2 separate regions of the Macaca mulatta genome follow, and region 2 is linked to region 1. Evidence: chromatin contacts called from public Hi-C data. All regions are on one chromosome and are shown on one strand. The core of a region is the stretch at or near the end of the contact, and the rest is flanking DNA. Distances in the headings are between cores, read along the strand shown.

Region 1 (6,561 bases), core at 4,014-6,513:
ATCACTTCAGCTCAGGCCAGGATCACTTCAGGCCAGGAGTTCAAGACCAGCCTGGCCAACATGGTGTAACCCTTATCTCTACTAGAAATACAAAAATCAGCCAGGCGTGGCAGCATGCACCTGTAATCCAGCTACTTGGGAGCTGAGGCACAAGAATTGCTTGAACCCGGGAGGCAGAAGTTACAGTGAGCTGAGATCATGTTACTGCACTTTAGCCTGGGCAACAGAGCAAGAGTGTCAAAAAAAGAGAGAAAAAACCAAAAATATTCTTGGCAAGAATGCTTCATGGGTGACAGTATATATTTCCCATTGCATTATATCAGGAGCCTCAAAATATCCGTGTCCTACTATTAGTGATACTAACTTTGATCACTTGGATAAAGGGGTTATGAAAAGGTTTTCCACTATAAAAGTTCATTTTCATTCTTTTTTAACATAGAAAATAATCTGTAGGTATTCCTTGGGTACCATGAGACCATCTTGTTGTTCACAACTTTTACCCAATGATCTTAGAACCCATTGACAATCCATGTAAAAATCAATTATTGCACTGCAGGTTACAAAATGGTAATTTCTTATAATTTATTTTACATGTATTAGCTGGCATTCTTTTTTTTTTGAGACGGAGTCTCGCTCTGTCACCCAAGCTGGAGTGCAGTGGCCAGATCTCAGCTCACTGCAAGCTCCGCCCCCTGGGTTTACACCATTCTCCTGCCTCAGCCTCCCGAGTAGCTGGGACTACAGGTGCCCGCCACCTCGCCCGGCTAGTTTTTTGTATTTTTTTAGTAGAGATGGGGTTTCACCGTGTTAGCTAGGATGGTCTCAATCTCTTGACCTTGTGATCTGCCCGTCTTGGCCTCCCAAAGTGCTGGGATTACAGGCTTGAGACACCACGCCCGGCCTAGCTGGCATTCTTGTATAAGAAGATAAAATACTTACTATTAACTAGAAGGAGCTGTTTATATTAGGGATCCTTCCCCCCTGCCTTATTTTTCCCCTTAGGATGCAAGGACAGCAGAGCTCACATGGACATCTCACAGGACTGCAAATGCACTGGTGGAGTAAACAGCTCAGGAGAGGGAGGAAATGAATAGACATCAGGCAGATGAATGTATTTGTAAAGGTAAGGCTAACTGCTATAATTAATAGACTATGAGATTTTGCTGGCTTATAATGGGGTATACTTTTGTATATGTAAAAGTTCTATGTGGGTGTGCCTGCTAAGCAGGGGTCTTTCTCCAGGCTGTGATTTGGGGACACAGGCTGCTATCTTCTTGTGGCTCTGGCATTAACTAGGGCCTTTAAGTCTTCTGCAACCAGGCTAAAGAGGAAAGAAGGTGGAACTCATTCACCTCCTATCATGTACTAGAAATGAAACACATAATTTCCACCTGAACTTCATAGTGAAAGCTAGTAAAATGGCTCCACTTAGGTGCAAACAGTGGTGTGGGACTGAAAAATTGGTTCCTATAGTTCAGGCACTTCCCAGAAACATCTATTTTCTGTGGAAAGGGACAGTTAGCCATCACTGCCAAAATGCAGCTGCAAGGACACTGGCTAGAGGATGGTCCAGTGTTTGCTGGCTCTTTCTTAGTTTGACTTCAACAGTAGCAAGTAAATTTTATCTTTTATTTGCTTTGAAAAGAACTAGGTGAAATTTCTTCAAAAAAAAAACCTCCATGGACGGTCATGATTGCTATTTAACAACAGAAACAAGGAAAGAAGGAAGAAAGAATGAGAAGGAAAGAAAGAAAAAAGGAGGAACTGGAAAGAAAAAGAAAAGAAAACCATAGTAGTGAGTATAGAAGGCATTGAAAAAATCCACAAGTTATTTCACAAAATGTAATGTTGGGGAAAATACAGGTGGGGAAAAGCAGAAATAATCTAAATCGGGACATATTTACCATATTTCTATACCATTACTTCTCTATTGGAGAGATATCTAAAGCACTTACATACATGGTATTCGAAGTCTGAAATATAAGCTTACTCCTTAAAAAAATACTATCTGGTAATTAACTGAGTGCTTCTACTGATTTTATGTATATATTTTAGATGTTCCCAGTCCTGGGACTCCTGACCTTGGCCCTAATGATCACAAACCTCACAAAGTCCATATTTATTGATTCAAAAAATACTGATTGAATGTCTATCATCTGTTAGGTATGGTTCTAGGTGTTGAAGATATCCTGATGAGTAAGAATCACACAATCACTGTTGTCGTGGCGTTTACAGTCTAGTGATAAAAGAGACAATAAACAGTTATGCCTCAAACTTAAAGGATTTCAATAATAATAAGCACTGTGAAGGAAAAGTAGAAGGTCCATGAAAGTATATAATGGGGGGCAGTCAGTGAAGAACTGCATGAGGTGATGGCACCTAATCTGGGACTTGAAAGATGAAAAGATTTTGGCTAAAGAATAGGGGAAAGAGTGTTCTAAGCAGAGGAAAGAGTAAATGTGAAGGACTAACAGTAGGGAAAGGTTTGACAATTAGAACAGGATAGGAGCAAAGAGAAAGCCAGTGTGGGAGATTGAGAGGGACAATGAGTGATGTCAATTGCAGTGCAGCAGGTGGGCAGGGGTCAGATCATGCAAGGATTTGTAGGGCAAGCTACGAATTTTTAATGTTAGCCTAAAAATGAGGAGGAGCTTCTAGAAGGATGTAAGCACAGATGTCTTATGATTATAATTTCATATAAAAAAGACTACTCTAGGACTAGCCATGTCAGACATTAAAACATTATACAATTATTTTAAAAGTACTGGTAGATGAATTAAATAGTACCTCAATGGACAGAAAAGAAAGTCCAGCAGAAGACCCAGATATACATAGGAAATCTGTTATATGGTAAATATGACATTTCAACTAAGTGGGGGGAAATGTATTACTCAACATTTTTAGATAACTGAGTAACTCTCTAGAAAAACATACAGTTGTAGCTATACTTCAGAAATTTAAGAGCACAAAATGAAACCATAAAAGACCCAGAAAAAATTTTGGGAGAAGTATACAAAATAATATCAGGAGTGAGGAGTGCCTTTTCTGTGTAGGTTTCAAAATGTAGACATCATGACAATGATGGTTGCTTGGCCTAGGCTCTGAGGAGATGGCAGTGAATGGGTTCAAGGTATATTTCGGGGATGGAATCAGCAAGAGCAAGTGATCACTGAATGGGAGGAATGAGTGTGGTGAGGAAGAGAGGGAGAGTAGGAATATGTTAAGGATGCCTTAATGAGTTCCAAATTTACAGTCTTGAGGAATTCAGTGGGTAGTAGTGCTGCATATTGAGTTGGAGAAGAAGGGAGGAGGGAATGTTGCAGGGATAATAACAATTTCAGCTTTGGATTAAAACATTTTGTGTTTTAAAGAACACTATCAAAAATGTGAAAAGACAACATAGAGAAAATATTTGCAAATACTATCTCCGATAAGGGATTTGTATCTAGAATATATAAAGAATGCTTACAACTCAATAATAAAAAGACAAACCAATTAAAAATAGTCAAATAATTTATATAGACATCTCTTCAAAGAAGATATATGAACAGAAAACAAGCACAATAAGAAAGATGCTTAATAGAATTGGTTATTAGGGAAATACAAATCAAAACAACGAGATACCACTTAAGAGCCACCAGGATAATAAAAAAAGGAGATAATAACAGTGTCAGCAAGAATGTGGAGAAATTAGAGCCCTCATACATTGCTAATGGGAATGTAAAATGGTGCCTGCACTTTGGAAAACAGTTTGGCAGTTTCTGAAATGTTAAACATAGAGCTGCCATATGAGCCCACAATTTCATTCCTCAGTATCTATCCAAGAGAAATGAAAACATATGGCTACACAAAGACTTATACACTAATGCTATGAACATAGCAGCATTATTCATAATAACCTAAAAGTAAAACAACTCAAATGTCTATCAACTGACAAAAGGATAAACAAAATGTGATATATCCATACAAAAAAAATATTTGCAACAACAAATAAATGAAGTACTAATACAAGCTACAACAGGGATAATCCTCAAAAACATTATGCAAAGTGAAAGAAGTCAGTCTCAAAGCCCACATATTATATATAAAATGTCCAGAAGAGGCAAGCGTATAGAAACAGAAAGTAGATTAGTGATTGCCTAGGGCTGGAAGCGGGAGGAGAAATGGGGGAGAACAGGAGCGACTGCGAATGGTTTCACGGTTTCCTTTTGGGGTAATGAAAATGTTTAAAATCAGGCAGGCTGGGCACGGTGGCTCATACCTGTAATCTCAGCACTTTGGGAGGTCGAGGCGGGCGGATCACTTGAGGTCAGGAGATCCAGACCATCCTGGCCAACATGGTGAAACCCCGTCTCTACTAACAATACAAAAACTAGCTGGGCGTGGTGGCACATGCCTGTGGTCCCAGCTACTCTGGAGGCAGAAGCATGAGAATCGCTTGAACCCGGTGGAGGTGGAGTTTGCAGTAAGCCGAGATGGCACTACTGCATTCCTGCCTGGGTGACACAGCGAGATTCTGTCTCCAAAAAAAAAAAAAAAAAAGGCCGGGTGCGGTGGTTCACGCCTGTAATCCCAGCACTTTGGGAGGCCGAGGTTGGCGGATCACGAGGTCAGGAGATTGAGACCATAACACGGTGAAACCCCGTCTCTACTAAAAACACAAAAAATTAGCCAGGCGTAGAGGCCGGCGTCTATAGTCCCAGCTACTCGGGAGGTTGAAGCCGGAGAATCGCTTGAACCCGGGAGGTGGAGGTTGCAGCAAGCCGAGATCGTGCCACTGCACTCCAGCCAGGGTTACAGAACGAGACTCCGAGACTCCATCTCAAAAATAAATAACTAAATAAAATCACATTATAGGGATGATTGCACAACTCGACAGATGTATTAAAAACTACTGCTTTGTACATTTTAAGCAGGTGAACTTTATGGTATGTAAGTTATATCTCAATAGAACTCTTAAAAATCCAGCTTGGGATATATTAGTTTTCCTAAATATTCTTGAGTTCTCTTAACGCTGTTCTGCTGTCCTGGGAGTGAAGGGGTGTCTGAACAGGTTCTAGGGGATGTCAGAAACCTCAGCGTTCGAGAATGAAAGGTAGAAGAGGAGGACGGGGATAGATCGTTGTCAGAGCATTATTTTCTCCCTGTAGTTTCGCCCGGAGTAAGACCACGCCTTCGTTCGTTTCCTAGCAACCAGTTTCCTACCCCGGCAATTCCTCAAGGCTCACTCTTTTTCGTCACTTCTGCTCGGCGACAGGAAGTGAGGTCAGACCGGCTGCTTTCCCGGGAGTTCGGCGTTTGCTGCGGCTGTAGCAGCTGAAGTATAGTGTTTTCCTGGGACTGGCGGTCTCCACTTCTCTCCCGGGTTCCATCTCCCCCCGCCCGGTGGTGAGGCCCTCGAGGAGGGCTCGGAAGGGTGTAGCGATCCGCGCTAGAGGAAGACGAGGCCCAGGAACGCATGGCCCCCAGGGCAGGTTAGGGGGCTGGAAGGGGCAAATCCCAGGGTACCTGTGGAAACTCTTTAGCGTGGCTTCTTCTCTCTGCTGAGACCCCGAGAGCTTTCCCAGTTCTCCTCCCAGGACCACCCGGGTTCCTGAAGAGCGGGACTTTTCTGCGCCCCTCCCCCAACAGCCCATCTCCTGCCTATGAAGAAAGACCCTTCGTAGAGATAGCTTCCCCGCTGCTGACGCGTTTTCCCGTCCCGTCCTCGAAGTAGTCCACTATGACCTCGTTGTGAAGCCTCTGAACGATTTTTGACACTTTCCCGAGGCCTAGGGTAAATGTTTATGTGTGCTTAAGGTCGTGTGTGTATATGTGTGGCATTTATTTCTTGCAAAACCTGAGTTAGCAAAACCCTGGGCTACGGTTAGCAAGTGCCTATTTTGGTCTACATTTCTTTAACATCTGTGGCAAGGTTTCTTGTTGCAGACCAGGGAAGTTTGCACCTTCTTTTAGCTGGGTGAGCGGGCACATTGGAATTAGGCAGGAAGTGTCCAGGAGTTAACTGAATTTTTAGATCTTGGTTTGACCATTTCAGGAATTCAGTGACCTATTTGTATTAGATGACTCCTAGTCAGTTTCACATTTTTCTTTTTTTCTTTTTTCTTTTGAGACGGATGGAGTCTCACTCTGTCACCCAGGCTGGAGTGCAGTGGCGGGATCTCCACTCACTGCAACCTACGCGTCCTGGGTTCAAGCAGTTCTCCTGCCTCAGCCTCACGAGTAGCCGGGATTACAGGCGCCCACCACCACACCCGGCTAATTTTTGTATTTTTAGTGGAGAGGGGGTTTAACCATGTTGGCCAGGCTCGTCTTGAACTCCTGATCTCGTGATCTGCTGGCCTCGATCTCCCGAAGTGCTGGGATTACATGCGTGAGCCACCGCGCCCGGCCAGTTTTAAGTTTTTAATGTGTCTGTGTCTTATTTCCAAGAAACTACAGGTTCTTGGACAAGAACTATGTCATATAGTAATTTTGTGATTCTCATAGCCCCAAGCACAGCACGGAATACATAGTAAAGGCTCATTAATATTTTAAATTTAAATATCAGAAAATAACACA
Region 2 (6,984 bases), core at 224-2,723, 130 kb before region 1:
ATCTATAAATTTAGAGAGGAAAAAGACTCAGAAAAGTGATTTTCCTATCACCAAAAACATCACTGCTTTCAAATGTTTCTCAAGACCCAATTAGACAGTATAACTCCTCTGCAGTTATACACTTTAGTATTTCAGAAAATGTCTTCCACCAATTATCCATCCAGAGTAAAATTGGACAATATAATCATGACTCTCATCATATTCCCTACATAGCCCAGAGGTCTCAGATAGCAAAACTGATTACTGCATCTATAAGAAACATCCATTTCAAAATTACCAGTCCTAGTAAGACAATCAAGCTTACATTCTCAACAATGGAAAAACAAATTAGAAGCAGCCAGCAAGCAAGACTGCAGTTCCTTTATACCAGATACAGATTTTTTAAAACAAATTACAGAAGAGGAAAAACCTGTCATTTGTTAAGTATCTTTTATAGTATTTCGCAGCCCGGTTAAAGGCAGAAGAAAAAAAACGATCATGCACAAGTCAGAAGTCAGTCCAAAGAATAAGTGTTGTTTCAGGAGGGGAAAAAAAAAAAATCACTTATTCACAGTTGTTCGACAATTAAAAATAATCAGTGCTGTGCAGGAAAAGCATTAAATATTTTAATGAGGCCAAAGGGATCATGTAACATGTGAATGACGATCTAATGTGTCCAGAGTGTACAGTGAACAAACAGGTTCCGCTGTCAACCTCCTAAATGATGTTTTGAAATAGGGTGGAACTTTAAGAAAAGCACTCGCCTCATAACATTTCATTAAATTCACAGGTTTTTGTTTTGTTGTTTGTGTGTTTGTGTGTGTGTGTGTGTGTGTGTGTGTGTGTGAATTGAAAAACAATGAGCTTTTTCCCCCAGTGCTAGAGATAATAAAACATGGCTTGCTTTCTTATAAATGAATCCTGCCACATCGAGGCTTGAAACGCCAATATACAAAGATGCAGCCCATCCCCTTGTCCCCCATTTCTACTTCCCCTCGGGTAATTCCTTTCAAATAGCTATTTAAACATACATAGACGCTATCTGAAATGAAAACTTTCCTCCCATTCCCTAAGCTGAAGAAAGCAGGAATTCCTCAAGAAAGCTGAATCAAGCTCAGTCACCCACAGAACCCCAATCTCTCAAATGCCCTATGTTACCAAAATAAAAGCTGGATACCCTAAGTAAGCAAATCCTTGGACACTTCACACACACAGTAAATAAATAAGCTCACTAAAATAAAAAGGTGGAAAAACAAAGTCAACTTAAAAGCAAACCACCACACCCTCAACTCCGCGTTGCAACCGGTCGGCCAGGGGCCTTTACCTTCATTTTCCATCGAAACTGCACTCGGGTTGATGGCTACAAAGTCTTTAGTGTCAGCCACGGCCACACTGGGAATAGAGAGAAGAGGAGGACAAGGAAGAGAAGCCCCCGGAATCCCAGGCTGTCACCCCCGCTCCCGGCCACGCGTCCCACGGCTGCTCCCACCACCCCTAGCAGCAGCATCTGCAAGAGAAACCAGGAGAAGCGGCGCTGACGAGATAGAGGCTGAGAAAGGAGTTCCCCGCCCAGCCGCTATCTCGGGAGCCCCCCCGCCCCGCGCCAAGATCCCGCACCCGCCCCATCGTGTGCCCGCAACGTCCCCAGCTCACGCCAGCGGGGCGGCGCCCTAGAGATGTCCCCCCAGCCATGGGATCCCCGAACCTCCCCTTCCTTCAGAACCTGGAAGTTTCTAGAAATGGGGGCAGGAGGTAATACTGGTACCCACCCAAAGCCCCACACAGCCCTCCTCCTGGCTGCGGGGTCTCAGCCGCGGGGCTCGCGGGGGCGCCCCGCGCGCCTCGAGAGAAGAGGAGCTGCTCGCGGGGCAGCGGTGCGAGGCAGGAGCCTGCTCCGGGCGTGAAAAGAAGCGAGCGGGAGGGAGGGAGGGAGGGAGAGAGAGAGGGCGGGCGGGGAGGGGAAAGGAGAGGAGGTGAGGGGACCCGTCACGGTCCGCCGGGCCGGCTCCGCGAGGCCGTGCTGGTCTGCTCCCGCCTCCGACTCCTGCGCTCCGCCCCTCCCCGCCGCCGGCCGCCCAGTCGCGCCCAGCACTCCTGGGCCAGCCGCGCACCAAGCTTTGTCGCTACTACTTCCGCTGCGAGAGGTGCGCGCAGGCGTATTCGTGCTCACGGGCGGGGAAGGCGGAAGTGAAGTGAAGGCCCAGACTTCGGCCTGGAATGGACAATGTTTGTGTTTGGATCCGTCCGGTAGGAGGTCGCGCCGGGTTGGTGGCCCGCCCTGTTCTTGCCGGCGCCTCCCTTATCCCAGGGACGGTATCCGCCCGTTTATGTGCACCCACTTAACGCGAGGGTGGGAGATTCGCCCACGCCGCGTGTTGGCCACACATTCCCGTGGGGCGGCCGCAGGGTCAGCCCAAGCTGACAGCCATGGCTGCTGTCCCTGAGGCGTTTAAGCGCTCTCTACAAATTCTGCAGGGGAAGCCGCTCCCGACGGGGTGGCAGTCACAATCCCAGCAGGCGACGTTGAGGCCCGCGGAAGAAAGGGACGAGGTATCCATGCTCCTGCCAGGGACTGGAGCAGCAAGAGCAGCCTCCCGAGTCTCGCACTCTCACTTGCAAAACCCTGCACTGACTGCTTGGTTTTTGCGGAAGCCGGTCATCGCGGGGCGACTTCCCAAAATTCCGTAAGGGGTGTGTTTAGTTACCATGTGTAATGAGACAGCAAGGTTCAGCCTCAGAGAACTCCAGGGAGAACTAATCTTTTTCATTCGTTTGTGGTGTGTGGAGCTGGGGAGAGGCTGGAACAGCAATTAGAAACCAGTCGTACAGCGGTCGAAGCCAATGAACGAGCACTTCTTCGGCCGCTGTACCTTTGTCCAGGGGCAATGCCTTTTCACACGTAAACATTTCACTTGCTCGGCATCTTACCCAGACCCCTAATAAGTGCTTTTTAATTAACGATTGGTTTTAATAAACCTTGGTGAGCCAGACACGTAGTGTTGAACAGAAGTCCTCGCACACCCATAACCACTAGAGGGCAGGGCTTCACCTACTGAGTTGGTGATCACCCTCCAGAGAACTCGAAAAGAAAATTTCCGTATATGCTAGTTGTGTTTTTCTCCATCAACACTTAGACACTTTACAAATTTGCTTTTTATCTCAAGTCCTGTAACATATCCCAGTGTGCTCTCTAACCACACGTTCAACATCAAAATTAACAGACGGGATTGCCTGTGTTTCTATATTTGTTCCCAAGTAAGTAGTACTAGACTAGGATGGAAAATTCTGGACAGCTTTCTAGATTTACCTTTCTTTTAAGAAATATTGAACCTTTAATCAGCGAGGTCACTTTTAAAGATGAACCCATAAAAATCACTATCAAGTAGATTTCTAGTCTTAAGAGTTAACTATTTATGATCCACCTCTGGCGTGCATGGTCAGTGATTTTTGTCTATACAATGACATAGAGCCAAATTAACGGACGGGGTTGCCTGTTTTTCTATATTTGTTCCCAAGTAAGTGGTACTAGACTAGGATCGAAAATTCTGGACAGTTTTTAGATTTACCTTTAAGAAATATTAAACTTTTATTCAGTGAGGTCACTTTTAAAGATGAACCCACAAAAATCACTATCAAGTAGATTTCTAGTCTTAGGAGTTACTATTTATGATCCACCTCTGGCATGCATTGTCAGTGATTTTTGTCTACATAATGACATAGCCTATGATTTTTACAATGATTGTGCTCTCTTGTAACCAATTTGTAACAGTTATCACTACATACTCAACCTTGAAACAGCATTATATTAAAAATGAAAGCATCTAAGGTAGGAAATTACACAATATAAACACTTTGGTATTAACATACGCATTTACAAAATAGAGGGTAACTACAGAATTTGATATTGGGTCACTTTAGCTGAAACATTTTTCTAAAGCAACTTTTCAGAGCTATCTATTTTATTAATAGACTGCAATACTCTAGCATTAACACTGAATCTATAACTCTTCCAAAAGATTTATAGCTCCATGGTTTATTCCTAAAATGACTTAAACTGAAATTTTACTTTTGGTCGCCTAAATTATGAAAATCATTGTTCCTATTACTAAGCCAAAAAAGAAACCAGTAAGATCAAGATCAGCTTTACCAAGAAGAATTGACCAATGAGTCATTTTATATAAAAAACTTAAGCATCTGCAAATTCTGGTGTCTGAGGGGGTTCTGGAACCAATCCCCTGTGGACACTGAGGGATGACTATATATATACATGTCATACACACACGTATGTATACATATAAACAAATATATGCACATACATGTACATATATTCATACACACACATACATACACACTACCCTTCTTTCAAAAGATTGTTGTAAGAATCTCATAAAGTAAGTGAACGCAGGTTGCAAATTATAAGCACTATAGAAGTATAAGATTATTATAGAGAGAAACGAGCAAATCCCTGGAGTGTTAGCTACAATGAGATTGATGGCAATGAAATATATTATGTCCAAGTTTCATCTTATTGCTTCCATAGAAATCAAAGCTCTAAAAATTCTTTCTACTCTCCTTTCGTCCTGAATATTCAACCTACAAAATTAAGTGCATCTGATGCAAAAAGTGGTCACATGAGCAAGAAGGGGAAATTTGTCATGCTTCTCCGCTTGGGGGAAATATTACAAATGGGAAAGATTGAAGAAGAATGGTCATGATGTTCTCATTTTCTTCATACTGTGCTTTATTCCACAAAGGATGTGAGGCATCTTGATTTTAATATCAAATTTGATAGCTGCATTTTTATAAACCTGGATGGTAAAAGAATATGTGGTTCTTTAGGAATTTAAAAATTAAAACTTAGAAAAATTATTTTAAAATCTTTCCTTAGTTAATTAATGTCTTCTTTAAAGGCTGTTTTAATGTTGTTTAAAGTACCAGAGGTTAATAGTTACGAAATTTCACCTAGCTGCTAGAAAAGAAATTGTCATTTTATTTTAAGTTGAACATTTTATTTATTTATTTACTTTCTAACTTACTTAAGAGACTGTGTCACTCAGGCTGGAGTGCAATGGTGTCATCATAGCACACTGCAGTCTTGAACTCCTGGGCTTGAGATCCTCTTGCCTCAGCCTCCCAATGTGCTTGGGATTAGAGGCATGAACCACCATGCCTGGCAAAGTTGGACATGTTAAAAACATATAAAGATGCATCACTTTATTTTTATAAGCTAACCTACTCCAACAGAACAAAAAGAAGTATTTTTCTTCTTATAGGATAAAGGACATGCTAAATGTCAAGTTTAGAGAACTATACAGTTTTATTGCCAAGAGTGTTGTATGAAATCAGTGCCTAACAAATACTACCAGAATTGCTATAAATCTGCCTAGTTCCATGTTTTGGCAGTGCTGGAAGATTAAAAGTTGGAAGCAAGAATAAAAATTGAAGGACTCATATGAGCTACTTGTGTTTGGTTGGTTTTAATAGGACCCAGATCCCCAAGTACTCTACAAATATTTTACCACTCACAAAATTCCATAGCCTCTTTCACACTTGCTAGCATTCTAAACATGAAATATTTCATGAAACTGAGAAGATGAAATGAGAGAACTTATACTCTTAATTTTTATTTTTAAAGAAGTTTATTTCAAGTATGGCATAGTCTGTCCATTTATTGGCTCAGATTCTGAGCCAGTGGTAATATTTGGGGTCTCTTATATACTACCAGTCGTCTGGATTAGACATGAGTGTGGATGGGGTGCATGTGAAAATAAGAAAGAGGTAAGAGCAAAGAGAGTGTGAGTCCCATGACCAGGAGTACCATGACCAATGAACTTCATCATTTCCATGGAAAACAGACATACAATATTCCAAATTATATAAACTACAGGATTTGTTTTGAGATACAAACGCACCCATTTAAAAGAATATTCCATCTAGTCTCCAAACTAGGATAATTCACCTCTGGCCCCAAAACACTTGACAGCAGTGAATATGTAATAAAGACCTATTAAATAAATGGATAGCCTGAAAAATGTTTATCATAAATATTTTTTGTTGAATGAATAACAACCTACTTGTTTCCTGTGATCAGACTAAAATCCAAGCTTCTACTTTCCTGTAAAACAAAGAGGACTTATGGGATTTTTAAGAAATTTAAGGGTCTGGTGCATCTCACACCTGTAATCCCAACATTTTGGGAGGCTGAGTCAGGAAAATTGCGTGAGCCCAGGAGTTCAAGACAAGGCTGGACCACATAGTGAGACCCTGTCTTTACAGAAAATAAAAACATTAGCTGGGTGCAGTGGCACACACCTGTGGTCCCTGATACTCGGGCAGCTGCGGTGGGAAGATTGCTTGAGCCCAGGAGGTTGAAGCTACAGTGAGCCATAATCATGCCACTGCACTCAAGTCTGGGGGACAGAGCAAGAACCTGTCTCAAAAAAAGAAAAGAAAAAGGTTTAAAAACATGAACCTACATCTCCAAAAACCACAAAGGGGTTAACTAGGACAACATTATCTGAATGGGAATAAGTCCTAATTGTTGTAAGAAATGCTTGATATTGAGCACTGCCCAGAGCAGATAAAATTGCACACGCAGATTTTGAGCCCAGGTAACCATTTGAAATTAAAAGATAACAGTGTTGAGGTGGTTGTTTCCATGCATTTGAGAAATTTTAGCTGAGCCTGTGCTTTTGATTTTGATGGCATGCATATTAATGCCTGACAAAAAGCATTATACACTAGGTCCTCGAATAAGGTGATTTTCAACGTCATTTCATTAAATGATGAGGAAAAAGAAACATCAATTACTGGTAGGGCCATTGTATTGAGTTTGCACATTCTCCCTGTGTCTACATGGGTTTTCTCCAGGTATTCTGGTTTCCTCTCATATCCCTAAGTTGTGCATGTTAGGTTAATTGGCATGTCTAAATTGTCCCAGTGTGAGTGAGTGTGTGTACGTGTGTACCCTGCGATGGAGTAGCATCCTGTCCAGGGTTGATTCCT

What was found. A called contact is a pair of places that touch in the nucleus more often than the background predicts.
Region 2: a contact with region 1 is called in a Hi-C map of fetal cortex germinal zone, with 3 times the contacts expected there. The contact joins the promoter of ATP2C1 here to the promoter of PIK3R4 in region 1. A contact is called at or near these places in 5 of 14 Hi-C or Micro-C datasets (blood, cortical neurons, fetal cortex germinal zone and 2 more).

What each region holds. Positions count from the first base shown.
Region 1 is chr2:33,894,037-33,900,597 of T2T-MMU8v2.0, reverse strand. PIK3R4 (phosphoinositide-3-kinase regulatory subunit 4) reads left to right here and starts at 5,263. Exons shown (of 19, transcript XM_077991441.1): 1 at 5,263-5,776.
Region 2 is chr2:34,021,993-34,028,976 of T2T-MMU8v2.0, reverse strand. It overlaps ATP2C1 (ATPase secretory pathway Ca2+ transporting 1), which reads right to left and starts at 1,473. Exons shown (of 28, transcript NM_001266023.2): 1 at 1,304-1,473. The coding sequence starts at 1,309.